Linked DNA regions of Mus musculus: all the other regions are linked to region 4. A link is a contact called in public HiChIP or PLAC-seq and promoter capture Hi-C data. All regions are on one chromosome and are shown on one strand. The core of a region is the stretch at or near the end of the contact, and the rest is flanking DNA. Distances in the headings are between cores, read along the strand shown. Region 1 holds the start of Fam50b (family with sequence similarity 50, member B). Region 2 holds the start of Serpinb6a (serine (or cysteine) peptidase inhibitor, clade B, member 6a). Region 3 has its middle 59 kb from the start of Fam50b. Region 4 holds the start of Slc22a23 (solute carrier family 22, member 23).

Evidence for each region. Promoter capture Hi-C pulls out the DNA fragments that hold promoters and counts their contacts. HiChIP or PLAC-seq counts read pairs in DNA pulled down with a chosen protein or histone mark.
Region 1: a contact with region 4 is called in an H3K4me3 HiChIP or PLAC-seq map of embryonic stem cells, with 14 read pairs. The contact joins the promoter of Fam50b here to the promoter of Slc22a23 in region 4. A contact is called at or near these places in 2 of 39 promoter capture datasets (both in liver), 4 of 484 Hi-C or Micro-C datasets (liver and nephron progenitors) and 2 of 115 datasets of contacts at active chromatin or transcription factors (embryonic stem cells and pancreatic cancer cells).
Region 2: a FOXA1 HiChIP or PLAC-seq map of pancreatic cancer cells shows a contact between it and region 4. The contact joins the promoter of Serpinb6a here to the promoter of Slc22a23 in region 4. A contact is called at or near these places in 3 of 39 promoter capture datasets (embryonic stem cells, hippocampal neurons and stem cell-derived epiblast-like cells) and 1 of 115 datasets of contacts at active chromatin or transcription factors (pancreatic cancer cells).
Region 3: a promoter capture Hi-C map of liver shows a contact between it and region 4, with 5 times the contacts expected there. The contact joins the enhancer-like site here to the promoter of Slc22a23 in region 4. A contact is called at or near these places in 9 of 39 promoter capture datasets (the 3T3-L1 cell line, 3T3-L1-derived adipocytes, cranial neural crest and 4 more), 4 of 484 Hi-C or Micro-C datasets (cerebral cortex, liver and myocytes), 1 of 115 datasets of contacts at active chromatin or transcription factors (SST interneurons) and 1 of 9 other capture datasets (pancreatic islet).

The regions. Positions count from the first base shown.
Region 1 is chr13:34,732,439-34,736,175 of GRCm38.p6, forward strand. It overlaps Fam50b (family with sequence similarity 50, member B), which reads left to right and starts at 2,412. Exons shown (of 2, transcript NM_001382856.1): 1 at 2,412-2,470.
Region 2 is chr13:33,934,275-33,937,551 of GRCm38.p6, forward strand. It overlaps Serpinb6a (serine (or cysteine) peptidase inhibitor, clade B, member 6a), which reads right to left and starts at 1,809. Exons shown (of 7, transcript NM_009254.3): 1 at 1,648-1,809. 1110046J04Rik (RIKEN cDNA 1110046J04 gene) reads left to right here and starts at 1,758. Exons shown (of 5, transcript NR_040707.1): 1 at 1,758-1,823.
Region 3 is chr13:34,791,996-34,795,437 of GRCm38.p6, forward strand. No RefSeq gene overlaps it. Among named protein-coding and RNA genes, the nearest start is that of Fam50b, 59 kb to the left of the region's middle. Within about 2 kb of position 1,731, at least 36 of the 459 cell types and tissues checked have an H3K27ac peak or open chromatin away from gene starts, as enhancers often do. A contact at or near this core is called in liver, where this site is marked.
Region 4 is chr13:34,343,104-34,346,542 of GRCm38.p6, forward strand. It overlaps Slc22a23 (solute carrier family 22, member 23), which reads right to left and starts at 2,115. Exons shown (of 10, transcript NM_001382849.1): 1 at 1,056-2,115. The coding sequence starts at 1,694.

The DNA.
Region 1 (3,737 bases), core at 1,162-3,661, 390 kb after region 4:
AGCCTCTTTTTTAAAATCAAATTATACAAACTAGCAACTTGAGCAAAGAGGGATCTGGAAAGGACACTCATACCTTGGGAACACCCAAAGCAGCAGCACCTGTATTAATCTCACAGGCACAGGACGGTGTAAGATTGTCGTCACAAACTTACTGGAATGGATGTTAACACTCACTCCTCAGTATGCCATTGCTGTCCAGACCCTGCCCCCTGTGTGAGCTGATTTTCTATGTTGCTTCTTCAGGTTTGCTTACATGTTTTTCAGATCTTTTTCTAAATGTAAAGTCAGAGGTTACCACAATATAAATGAAAGCTTTTGCAGTGTGTGTGTGCCGGGGGGAGGGGGGAGGGGTGTCACAGAACTACAAAAGCCCCACCCTGAGGTCCCTGCTCAATTAATTACCATCTCAAGTCTCTGGAGAAGACAGTCCTGCCTGGCTCAGTGGACTGTGCATCACACACTGCCTCACTCATGCTCAGCCTCCTCACCATCATTTCAAACTCACTTCCTCCCCTCTCACTGCCTGGTTCTTCATATGTGGTCCAAGCTTTTTGGATCAAAGCAGGAACCGTTTAGTGCAGATCTAACTTGTACCCTCTTTCCCTCGTGCCTTCCCCAAGCAATAAGAAATGGCAAGCCTATCCTCATCTCTTCTCACTACCTTTTCTAAGTCAGTTTGACACCGCCCACCCACCCCCTTTCCTCCATATTACCTGACAATTTGGAGGCTAAGGTGAAAGTTGGCATCAGCATTTTATTTTCAAACTATCATTCTTTCTAATCTGGGTAAGCTCTCTCTGAGCAGACAGCTGAGCCTGCCTCAATTGTCTTATTACCTCCCGCGGGAGCAGTGAAATTTCTGCCTGTCTTCCATATAATCCTGTTCGGTACACACAGCGCTTTCAGGGACTTCAGTATATTCTCTGGTCCATCAGCCATTCTAAGGCAGTCCCTATATATACTCCCTTGATGGGCCACATTCATTAGGGAAATATATCAGCCCATAAGACAGTGCTACCAGGATCGATCCCATGGATTTCCCTTACTTTCCCCTAAGGCAACTTGCTCAGTCTGAGTATCATGTCTTATCAACCAATAGCAGAACGGGGCCCGTGCTGCTACAGCAAAGAGGCATACTGCTCCATACCACATGGAGAAGAACCTATACTACACAAATGCCCCACTCTTAGATAGCTTAGTTTTAGTCTCATCACCCAGAAGGAAAATACAACGGCTTTTCCCAAAATTATCCCTTACCAGATGGATGCCTAACAACCATCAGAAGCTCGATCAAATGGAGGCAAACATGCTCATGTCTGGCTATTATGATTGCAGCGCAGGACATAGCTGCTGGGCTGGACATTTTACAGTGGGCATCAGACTGAAAAGAGAAATAGCCCAGGAAAGAACATGGCAATTAGTAAGCCTTCCTGTGAATATAACCAGCTCACCAAGCAGACTCAGGGGACAGAGACTAAGAGATTCGAGGGCAAGACCCCTCAGTAGGAGTGTCAAGATTAAAATGTTGTTAGTCATTGTGGTATTGGGTGGCTTCCAGGAATGTATCCAACAGCTATTTAAAGAGCACTTTAAAGAATTGAGTCATGGTGTAGCATATCCACTGCTAATGGAGGCTGAGGCAGGAAGATTGGAAGTTAGAGGCTAGCCTGGGCTGCATAGGAAGACTCTGTCTCAAAAACAAAAACAAAAACACAGCAAACAAACAAAGAAGAACATTTCATAGAAATTTGAAATCCCTTGAAATTGAGTAGCTCACACATGAAAGAAATTACTAGGTTTCTTGCCCCAGTTAGAGGGCTTTTGTAGAGTTTCCCCATATTCAATAGTTTTAAGACAACACCACACTGAAGTTGTGAGCTCTGAAATATTTTCTCTTTTTTTTTCTATTTATTTATTTATTGAGGAATAAAGTTCTATCATTTTATATCCTTATAAAATTTTGAAATTAAAAAGCTTTTCTAAAACCTGAAAGTTATTCTGATCAACCATACTATACCACATGCAAAATGGAGTCAGAGCTTTCTGTCTCCTCTGTAGCTAAGATCACTAATGAGTTATTGTATGAAAAGGCAATAAAATCATGCTGTCTGGAGAGTGCCAATACTTTCAGACTAGTGTATCACGTAAACTCTTTAGTAACAACCTACACACAAAAATTTAATCTGTAATAATCAAAGGCCCAAGTGAGCAACGACAGTCCAGGAAAACTTCATGGGAGGATTGCATTTCAGTTGTCAGGAGATCAGACGCTGGCAGCAGGACTGCATCCATCAGTCAGTCCAAGTCGGCAGTTATACATGACCACCACCTGATTGGCCCAATCTCTGTCCTGATTGGTTAGAGCCTGCCCTAGCAGTTGGCCAATGTTTTGCATATTTTCTGTGTCAGTTAGAACAAACAATATTCGCAAAAGCACCAGAAGGAAGAGTCTTGGCTCATACATCAAAAGGTGAGGGGACTGGCTTGAATCCAGCTGGGGCAGATGTGGGAGGTACAGCTCTTTAAACTCGAGTAAAACCAATTGTGAAGGGAGTTGAATGTTAGAGGAAAGGAATTTGTCCATTATCCTGCAAGCAGGGGAGACTAATGAGCCCTATCGGTGACATAATATCAACATTTTTATTGTAATTTAGGAATCACAAACTAGCAGGAAGGAGGAAGATGCCTTAAAGGGCTATGACATATGCACTAGGAAAATAGAAATTGGGGCTTGTTCTCTCTATTGGTTGCTTTTCACTGCTGTGTCAAAAGCAACCTAAGGAGGAGGAAAGGGTTTATTTTGATTGACTGTTTGACTCACATTTAATCCTGACAGCAAGTTGGCAGAAGCACGGAGTCATGTTGTTTCTGTAGTCAGAAAGCCGAGCAAGATAAGGACTGCGTTCATCTGCCTTTCCCTATTTCTCCTTTCTACTAGGTCTGAGACTCACGCCCATGGGCATGGTAAGGCCATGTTCAAGATGGTTTGTCTTTCCTCAGTTAAATCTTTCTGAAAATACTCCCACCAGACAACATGCCAAGAGCTGTGTATCCTAAGGTTCCAAATCCTGTTAGTTGACAAGATTAACCATTACATGAGTCTCACCTCCTTAACTCAGGTCTGATACTGTTAGCTTATAGTACTGAAAGCATACTGAAGGCTTCTTGTCTCTGCTAGATTGCTCTGAACTCCTCTTTTCTGCCACTGCAGCAGTAGGTGGTTATAGCCAAGTGTCTTCATGCTGGGTACCTGAGGATGTCTGTTCTCTCTCTCTCCCCCCCCCCTCTCTCTCTCTCTCCCTCCCTCCCTCCCTCCCCCTCTCTCTCTCCCTCTTTCCTCTCTCTCTCTCCCTCTCTCCCTCCCTCTCTCTCTCTCTCCCTCTCTCTCTCCCTCTCCCCCCCCTCTCTCTGACTACTCCAATGCAGAGGCAGTAAACTTGACATATAGAACTGTTGATACCCAGAGTGACTATCAGCCACAGAGACTAGGAAGGAGGACTTAGATAAATGCTTTCTTCATCCCATGGTGCTGGAATTTATTTCAGAGGGCTCCCCAGAGTTCCTATAGTATCTAGCATTTCTGTCCTCTAGACTTGGAGTGGAATGTGTTGGTCCCAGATTGACACTTCTAGATTGCAGTAGAATGTTGAAGTTGTGGGACCTAATGGGGACTGTGAGACACTGGTGCCCTTCTCTTTCTCTCTGCTTCCTGGCTGTCCTGTCATAGCTTCCTCTGC
Region 2 (3,277 bases), core at 559-3,058, 410 kb before region 4:
AAAAACGGACTAATGGAACTTTAAGTACCCAGTCATTTCTGGGTATCTGAAGAATATCAGTTGATATCTGAAGATGCCAAATCTTCAAGTGTTCAGTTAACTTATGTAAAATAACTTAATATTTGATCTAACCAATATAAGTGCCCCTGTGAACTTTAAATGGTTTAGAGATGTGTAAATACCCAGCACAATGTAAAAGCTAGATAAATGATCCCTATTAGCATGCTGTTTAGAAAACAAGAAAGGGGAAAGAGTCTATGCAGTCCAGATTGGGCTCAAACTCTCATTTCTCTGCGTCAGCCTCCTGGGTCCTGGGATTACAGGTATACAGCAACACATCTCAGTTCTCCTTCAATGTTTTCTATCAGATTTTGATTTCTGCTTCATGTTGACTAAAAGTAAAATCCATGTATGAGATGGTATGGGGAGACATGCAGGTATAGGAAGCCAAATAAACTTGGTATATGGAGCCAAGAGTGCCCCAAACACACCCTTTCTGCGTGATGACACAAGCCATATCGGATACAATTACTCAGAGCAGCCTTGAAACACTAGGACACACCCCATGTAAACGGATAACAGCAATCATCCCACAAGCCCCAGCGCCACAGTCCCTGATCACACATACTTTTACCCAAGGTTACTTGATATATTAGATCCAACACCCAACTCCTAAGCCACTGGAGGAAGGAAATGAGCAGCCTCTGGAAAAGACCTATTACAATCAATTGCCTCCCAAGCAGTCAGAAAAATAAGTGCCAAACCTCGCCCAGTTTTCCCTCACTCAGTGTTTCTGACACCATATGAATACTAGCTGTCCATATTTCTGATCCTAATGTGGAGAAAAGACCTAACCTAACGGGAGGAAAGGAGGAAGACCAGGCATGTATCTCAGTAGGAAAGAACTTGCTCAGCATTACAAGGCTCTGGGTCCATCAAAAAGAGGAGGGAGGAAAAAACAAGTTCACATGCCAAGTGCTTCTGGCACAGAAACTGTCAAAAACTTTGCCCATGATTTTCTCCTAACCTGACAGATATCAAATTTGTGAGTTTAGTAGGAGGGAAAACAAACAAACAAACAAACAAACAAAACCCAAAGATCTGGAATTGTTTCTCACAAGTATTTATGTTTGTGGGCCTCCGGGGTGCTTAAGATTTGTCACAAACTTCCCAGCACAGCCTGGGCAGCGCCCCTGGGAGATTCAGGCACACTGGACAGGAAAGGGTCTGAGCACCCAGCCCTTGGTCTCTCTCCCCCACCTCCCAGATCCCAACGCCCGTCCTAGTGCGTCACCAGCCTGCGTCTCTGGAGTCTCCAGGTTCACTCCGGATCGAAGGACATACGTGATCACCTGTAGCCCCGGGGCCCCGCGCAGCAGCCAGGCCGGCTCCGCGCAGCCCCCATCCCTCGCTAGCCGTCGCCTCCAAGGACTCTGGCAGATCTGGGAGGGCGGCGATGTCACCAGATGGCTGGGATCACAAGGCGACTCACTTGGCTGCGTCACGGCCCGCTGAAGCCGCTGTGCAGCAGAGGGAACCCGAGTCAGGTCCACAGGGCTCTCGCCGCGCGCCACACCCGCCTGCGTCCCCAGCTCCCCACCCCCACCCCGCCACCCCACCCCCGCCTCAGCCCACCGAAGAGCATACCCTAGATTCTCCTAGATTCTCGATTTCCGGACTGGTAGCAAGCAGAGAAGAGATGAGGAGGCCCCAACCGCGCCCGAGGCCTTAAATACTTATGGGGGGCGGAGAGTCGGGAGGAGTCTGAAGGCCAGGGTGCGGCCGCTCCCGAGTAGGAAAAGGAAGAGAGTAAGTAAGGCCAGGTGAGTGCCTGCGGACCCACAATCTAGCCTATCCTCTGGCTCTTGGCCACTTTGCCTCAGATTGGGCAGCTGATCTTTCTGGTACTTTCTGGATGCTTTGGCTACCTCCACTTAGCGATGCCAGAAGTGTGCCAGCACTTAGTGGATGGACATACTTGTGACAAAGCAGATCATAAGTTTAAAGTGAGAAAGGAAGAAAAGACTTTTAACTACTGGGGCTGGAGGTAGAGATCTTATTCAGCAGGCACAGAAAAATAAAGAAAGGTGGTCAGTGCCTGTGTCCCAGTGTAGCCTTCTCAGCTTTGGGTAAGCCTTTCCCAGCCATGAAAAGGATGAGCAGTATTCCCAGCCTTCAGCAGGCTAAACAGACCTTATCAACCTGGACACAGACATCTGTCTTGGCTGCAATTGCAGGTACCCATGGGAACTTTAAGGTTTTTGCGCTGACCTTGCTGCTACAACATACTCAAGCTGAAGAAGTGGATGGATTTTGTGGGTTTTTTTTTTCCTTTATAAACACAAAGCTTATTATCAAACTTTGAGCCTTGATCAGAACCTTTGTCTTAGCTTCATCCTTCTCTCACCCCTTTACCTTATTTCTAGCCCCCGTTTCAGGTAAACCCAGTTCAACCATGGCTGCTAGATGGCTACAGATGGACTTGAAAACTGGGGTGGGGGTGAAGGGGGGACTACTGAGAAGTGCTGTCTTGGGTGGAGCGCCACAGAAAACAGAAGAAAAGTGAAAGTATCCATGAAGCACTGTAAGCAACATGCAGCATTAATGCTAGTGCTAGCCATAAATTTTATTTTTTGAAACTGCTGCTGTAAAAAAGTGCTTTCAGGAGGATACAGGCTAGGCTGAAGAAGTGTTGGCCCGACATGGGCTTCGCCTAAGGTGTGGCTGCATAATGGGGCGAGGGAATTCTAAATAGGCATTTGTCCACAGCCAGGAGCTGCTCCAGGTGAAAGGAGTAGGATTTAAAATAAAATAAAAAGAGTAAAAAACAAAAAACAACAACAACCAAAACAGATGTTAGAAAAATTCTTAGCTCAAGTACATTTATGTTGTCCTTAATTCCCAGAAATAGGAATGGTAAATATATAAGTAAAAGAATTAGTCACGTTGAAGAGAAATTGGGAAAGTTAGAAAAGCAGGGCGCTGGAGAACAACTATCGGTAGCTACCACTGTGCCTCTTCTCTCTTTGGCAGAATTCCCAGAAGGAGATAAAGAGTGAGGCCTTGAACACGAGAGAGAGAAAAAGAGAATAGGTTTCAGAAATGGAGTTGTCCCCTGTCCAGGACGCTTTAGCACAAGAGAAGGAAAATAGATATAAGATATTTCAGAGCTCTCCTAGGGACAGGAAGAAATTGGTCCTGCTTCCTCTCTGGCTCCTGTTGGAGATATACTTAGTTCTGGTTAGGATATCTGGGTCCCTTTGAAACATCAAGTTCT
Region 3 (3,442 bases), core at 481-2,980, 450 kb after region 4:
CCTTTGCATGGCTTTCTCCTCTGCTTCAAGCTCTTCCTCCATAAGTATGCATGAATCAATCCCCATGTTCATACCTCCATTCAAATGCAGCCCTAGCGTCTGTTTAAAGCTATACCGCATCTATAGAGCAACACTATGAGGAAGTGCAGCCCTTCTGTGAAAGGGAATTAACCACTGGGACGTTGCAGAAGGATTCTCCTGGGTTGGTTAACTCTAAAGAACTCACCACATGCTCAAGTACTGAAGATCCTTCTTCTGTATGTTGATATTATTAAGCACAGTAGACCAGACATGTTTCCCTACTCAGGTTAGTGTGATGGGGGACCATGGTAGCTATAGTAATATATTTACCATTCTTCATCCACGCAGAAATGGCCCTAATTGCTCTTGAAACATCAGGCAGTTTTAAGTCCTGCACATGCTATTTTGTCTCCTGTTGTACACGGCTGCAATCAAGCTTAGTTTATAAGCCAGACAAAGATCAAGGGTTACCAATAACATCTAATGGCAGAACAATCTTAATAAATAGATTGCCACTAAAAAATTTCTGTGGAATTTTGTTCTCTCTGGGATTTTCCTTCACTGTTTTCTGTGTACTGTGGATTTTACATAACTTATACCAAGGCAGGTAAAACCTTAGAGAGGGGAGCAAGCATCACTGTATGAAATAATGACTTCCACCTCATAAGCAGAAGCTGCAGCACCAGTCAGGCAAGCCTCTCGAGCCCCTGGGTGGCCGCCTACCTACTTTCTTTACCCTGAGATCTCACAACCTCTTGGCACACCATTTCACACCACACGTGCCTATTCCCACTTCCCACTGGACTGTAAGCATCATGAGGGTGAAGCTTTGGTAGATGCTGTTTCCTGCTGTGTTCCTAATATCCAGGGCAGGGCCTGGCACCCAGAACTAGCAACGGACACAGAGTGACTGTCACAGAGGCTTTAATACCAGTCTGAGACATACTGGCCTCGTGACTTTGTAATAAATCACTGCCTTCTCAAATCTTCATTTTTTCTCTCCAGAACAGGCACAAGAGGGCTGTCAGCAGGACTAACTTGGGTGGAAGTACACACTTACTGTCCAGCGCTGCAGACACATAACAGGTTCATGTCATTTAGTGGCAACACTTGAAAATATTACAAACCACTTAAAACTGCTTATTTTGAACTTTGGGATCGTCTCCTCTGTAGGCATCATAGGAAATGAAAGTGCTCCCTCAAGAAAACGAGCCGTGTCCAGCCTCTGAGGACCTGGCCTTGTGGTATGAAAGGAGGAAGTGGGGAGACTGCCCACTGCATGATGTCTCAAAGCTGGTGAGAACTGAGGTGACCCAAAGATTCCAGAGATCTGTCAATGGTCCAAATTAACATCCTTGGGGTTTTCCTCGTGTGCTGTAATCGAGTGTGGAGGCACATTGGGAGATCGTATTGAAGGAGACTGATTTCTGATAACAGCACCAGTCTAAGAGAAAGTGCACCAGCCCGTAAGCAATCAAAGGGAAGGGAAAAAAACAGAAAAGATTATTCAAGGATTCTCCTCATGGCTCATGTGGGACACTTGTCTGGAGTTTTCTTGTTTGTTTTGTTTTTTAACTTTTTTTTTTTTCACAAATTCCATAGACCAAAAATCTTTCCTCTGTAAATTTCCTCTCTTCAGTACAAAACTCATGTTTACAGAGACCAGGTCAGGGTGTCAATGGGCCACTGCAGGAACACAAAAGCTGATCAGTCCTACTGCCAAGGCCAAAATATGCAACAGATCAAGCTACTCAAACCAGTCACACTTGTCACTGTCCTAAGCACGTATGCCAGGACCCACTTAGGAAGATGTGTGTCACATCCCCTCTACAGGCTCACCAGACTCCAGCGTCAAAGGTGTCTAGCCTCACCAGGTCCCTGTCCCCAGGGAAACAAAGTAGTCACATCTCTAAGACAGGCTCAGAACTTACAAATTGGGTTTCAAGGAAGTCAACACCCTAGTTGTTCTGGAGTGATTTTGAAGTGACAGCTTTTTTTTTTTTTTTTTTTTTTTTAATGGCAGGAACCAAGAGGTGAGCGCCACCTGGTGGAGAGGCTATTTCTCAGTGGCAGTAGGGCACCACCCCCCCAACATCCCTTCTCACTTACTTGGATCCAAGCAACACATTGTGAAAGAATAATTCTCAACATTCTTTTGGAGCTTAAACAACAACAAAAATTTAAGAGCCCAATGTCACACTATTTATTTACAAAATAACACATTCATTTTTGATTGTATGTTTCTCTCTACCTTGGCACTGGAGATGCTGAAATGAGCAGTCTTGCTTATGCTTTGAAGTCCTGAGTCGTAAGGAGTCAGAGACAGATATGAAGCTGAGTAAGTATTGTGATTTCAAACACGCAGCAACAAGAACAAAAATGTTGGAGGTTTAGAGAGAAGGTCTGGGTTCTATAGAACAACAATTGCCACCATGTATGAAAGTCTCCAGAGCCTCTGAGACCAAATGTCCAACCCCCTCAAAGCCTCCCCAGGCTCCCAATGAGTTCCAGCTAGAGCCACACAGTGGCCGCGTTGACAAAGCCAGTTCTGGAAGGGCCCTCTGCTCTCCTTGGCTGGGCTGGCTTGGGTGTGGACACATGGCTTTTCCTCTTACTTCATCTGAGACAGATTGGAATTTTCCAATAGGAATGTTTACAGGGCAACTCAGGGAACAACAAGAGCACAAAATGAAACACAAAATTATATAAGAACCTGCTTGATGAACAAAGGTGACAGAAACTCCAGCACAGATTTGCTAGACAGGAAGAAGCTGGTGTGTGCATCTAGGTCAGGTCACAGATGAGTCTACGTGGGGTAGATTAGAGAGCCCCGCAGACCATCCTTCAAACTCTTTCCTGGATTCTGTCCTGGGATGAGCTCATAAACTCCATGTTCCTCGCTTACATGGTCGGTCTTCCTGCCTGGCCCTGAAACCAGAATCTCGGATGGTTTCGTTGTTGTGTATAAGGATAATGGATGTTCTGTACTACATCTGAAAGTAAGGACTTTGGTAGAATCTGTCTTCTGACTTACTGTTTCAATGTTATCTTAAGAAGAGAAAGAATAAAATACCTCTCCTTTAAGGCAGTGTTATTTGGGTCTAAGATAGGTAGTCTGGCCAATGGAGACCATGAGGAGGCAGTGCTGAATTCCAGAAGTTAACTCTCAGGAATGTAGCCACCCAGTGAAGATGCCGAGCAGTGCTGTGGCAACTCTGCCTGCAGTGCTGGGTGCGAGTGTCAGCAAGCTATAAGCAGGTGTCCTCAGGGTACTTTGGGAACTGGGTTTTTGAATCCCTGCTCTGCCTCATTAGCCGCACTTTCCTTGGGCAAGGTTCCGTCTAGGAGAGGATTTGAGCCAGGCATCTTGTGGCAGCTTCTAACAACAGAGACTTCTTTCTCTTGCTTCTGGAGAGTGGAG
Region 4 (3,439 bases), core at 865-3,364:
TTCACAAGTTGCTTAACTAGGTGGCATCCAGTGTTTCCTACAGGCCAAGAAAATGGAAAATTATGGTTACCTAGGGTTACAATTGTCTAACAGTATTGTCCACTTTTAGGGTGATATACAACTCTCTCAGAACACTCCTGCTGTACCACACAGAATGCAAGACCTTTGCAAGGGACAGGGAGGACAAAGTGCGAACTGGGACCAGTTCACCAGGTCTCAATGCCTGAGACCAGAGCAGGTGCTGTACAGGAGCAGCGATGACACCCTGCAAACTTCCCACCTTCCTATGCTATGGGACTATTTACTGAAGTCCTGAGAAAGTATTTGAGGGAACACATTAAAGTCTACAGTCAGATCTCTGGGAAGGACAACTCATGGTTGGGGTGGGGGTGGGTTGGCCAGGGAACTTTTTAAAGGGCTCTGCTTCTTTGTCTATAACTTGGATTCAATTGGCTTTAATCTGTTCAAGGCACGTGTGGGGAGGCTGACATCTGCTAGAAAGAATATCTGAGAGTAGAACACTATTTCTCTTGGATAGTTAGTTCTTAGTGGGAGACACAGGGACAGGCAGCCTGCAGAAAGAACATGGCTATGTCCTGGCTCCAAGGAGAAGCCCTAGAAGAGGGATTGAGTCTTCCAGGGCCCCTGCTGAGCCATCAGTGAGTCTGACACCTTAGCTAGATAGAGGAGAGGATTTGAACCTTTCGGGGGAGGGGAGCCCTTTCCATATGTGCACTGGGACAGGAGTTTGTGTGGATATTAGAAAAGGCTAAGTCGGTCTCTTTGAAGCGGATGCAGCGTCACGGGCACCGCAGAGGGCGGCAAAAAAGCCTTGGCTTCACATCCAAGTAAGAGCATCTCCTTTGAGGGACAGCCGGGAGCCCAGTCAATGCGGGGTTGTGCGTACACAGGCTAACATTTTGGGTTCCTCAACTGGGTAGGTTTGGACCTAAGTCTGCAGAGAATGAGAGATGGAGCACAGAGCAGAGGCGACCGAGGTCAGAAGAAAAAGGTTCACAAGAAGAACGCGGGGACGCGGCGGTCGTGGCCCTTACCTTGCTGACCACGTTTTGGATGAGACCAGTGCGGATGCCGTAGTCCCACGCGTGGCAGTCGCAATTTGAGTCGTTGTTCCCCTTGCCTGGAGGGGATGGGAGGGGTGGTGTGTCGCTGCTGTTGCTTCGGTTGCTCGTGGTCCCCCAGGAGGCAGTGGAGAAGGGGGTGGCCGAGGGGCTGGTCCAATTGCCCATGTCACCCCATCGGCCGGTGACAGTGGCACCCGCCAGCTCGGTGCCTTTGCCGGCCCCGCGGCACCAGAAATCGGGCTGGTCCAGAAGGAAGGAGTCCGAGAACTGGCTGAAGCCAATGAACAGTGCCGGGATCCAGGTGAGCACCACCAGGGTCTTCTGGTAGCCGCCGCCCAGGCCCCCGAGGAAGGGCAGCACGGAGCCATCGTAGTCCAGCAACAGGAGGCTCGGGGCGGCTGTCGCCGCGCAGCAGCTCGAGTGCGGGCCGCCGCTGGGGTGCAGCGCAGGCAGTGGCTGGATCTCCGCGCTGCTGCCGGAGCCCGCGCGCCCTCCGAGGGGCGCCGAGGCCGCCGCGTCCCCGGGCGGCAGGGAGCCGTTCTCCTCCGCCGGGGCCGGCTGCCGCCCGGCACCACTACCCGCCGCCTCACGCCGCCGGTCTATCGCCATGGCCAGGGCCCGCGGCTCCCGCAGAGGCGCATAGAGCGCGGCGGAGCTCGGCGGGCGCCCGGGCACAGCGCCGCCGCCGAGGAGGAGGGCCCGCGGCCGGAGAGAGTGCTCCGGGCCCGGCGAGTCAGGCCACCCCCATGTCACCCGCGCACCCCCGTGCCCTGGGCGCCGGGCAGAAACCGTTCGAGTCCTCAGCCGCCGCGGCTCATCCGCGCCGCGGCCCGGGCGCCCGCCTAGCTACGAGGCTCTCCGCTGATGCGCGCCGGCCGGGGAGGAGGAGGAGCCGGACCCGCGCCCTTGTCGCGACTCGGGGCCCTGCGGGCACCGGTGCGCGTTGTGCTGGGGCCGCCGGCGGCCGCGGGTTGGGAGATCCTCCACGGACTTCGGGCGCTCCCGGAAGCCGCAAGCTCGCAGCCAGCCTGCGGAGCCGGCCGCGCTCTCGGCTCACCGAGCCGGCCTCCGCCTCCCGCCCCGGCCCGCCCCCTCTCCCCCCGCCGAGGTGGAGGTAACCGCGGCACCTGCTGCGCCGCTCCTGCGCACGAGCGCCCCCTCCAGCCGGGCCGTGTCGCCACCGCCCGGACAGACGCAGGGGCGGGGAGAGGGACACCCGGGCCGCTGCAAGATCCCTGGTGGTCTCTGGGCGCGGGGGACGGGGGTCACCAAGGAGTCTGCACTGGCTGGGAGTGAGAGGACAGTGTCGTCTGCCAGTCTCAAGTCCCACAGCCGCAAGGGACCTCGCCCCGGGCACACCGGCTCTCCGTGACCTCTGTTCGTTTCCGAGGTGCCTGGCGGCTGGCACCCCACTCCTGGTCTTGAGCCCAAGGGTTGCCTGTCTTCCAGAACAACCTTCTGTTCTTCTTCCAGACTCAAATAAGGCAGCTTTTTATGGTCACGGAGCTGGGGCAAGGAGGCATGTTTGCCAATTTTAGGATGACAGCCCCTTACAACGCTGGGTCACACACGACCTACTGCAGCACCCGCCCCAAATCGCCATTTCTTTCTGTGCTCCAGAATGAATGTCAAATAAACACAACTCTAGAAGGCTAGACCTTCAACAGAAGCCACACACTCGATACAAACGTGAATGAGGGCGGCCTGCCCCACCCCCTCCCCAAGGTCTCGGAATCACAATTCCTATGCTCTGCGCACAGGCGCGCACACATCTACACCTCACAGGAGATCCAAATGCTCTTGGCACTCCAGACTCCAGAGCCAGCCTTGCCCAGCTAGCACTATATAAATAACACCAGCCCTGCGGCAAACGGCCGCATTAGCATATCTTCTCCTGCGTGCCAGGCCTGACACCAGTGAGAATTATGCGGCTTTCATCTTAGCCTCACTACATTCTCGAGACATTTCATATTCTGAGAAGTTTATTAATGGAATTAATGGAAATCTTAAATGGAGCAATCTATCTCTAGTCTTATTTAGCACAGGGGAAGGAAGCTCGCGTTCTTTTCCCAAAAGCATATCCTGCGAGTACATGTATGGAATGCGTTCTTTAAGCATCTCCGTTATTTTCTCAGCTGCATGTTGTATAATTTAGTGGGAGACTTTTTTTTTTTAAGCATGCAGCTCAATGTTCCAGTCAACATGTACTTACTGCTGAAATTCTGACACGTGGAGAGAACTATTTCTGAAGACTGCCAGAGAGCTGGACTTTGGGGAACCCAACTGTGAATTTTCCTGAGTGGCTGGGAAGGGGAGATTAGATAACAATAGACGGAAGAGACACAGGCTGCAGA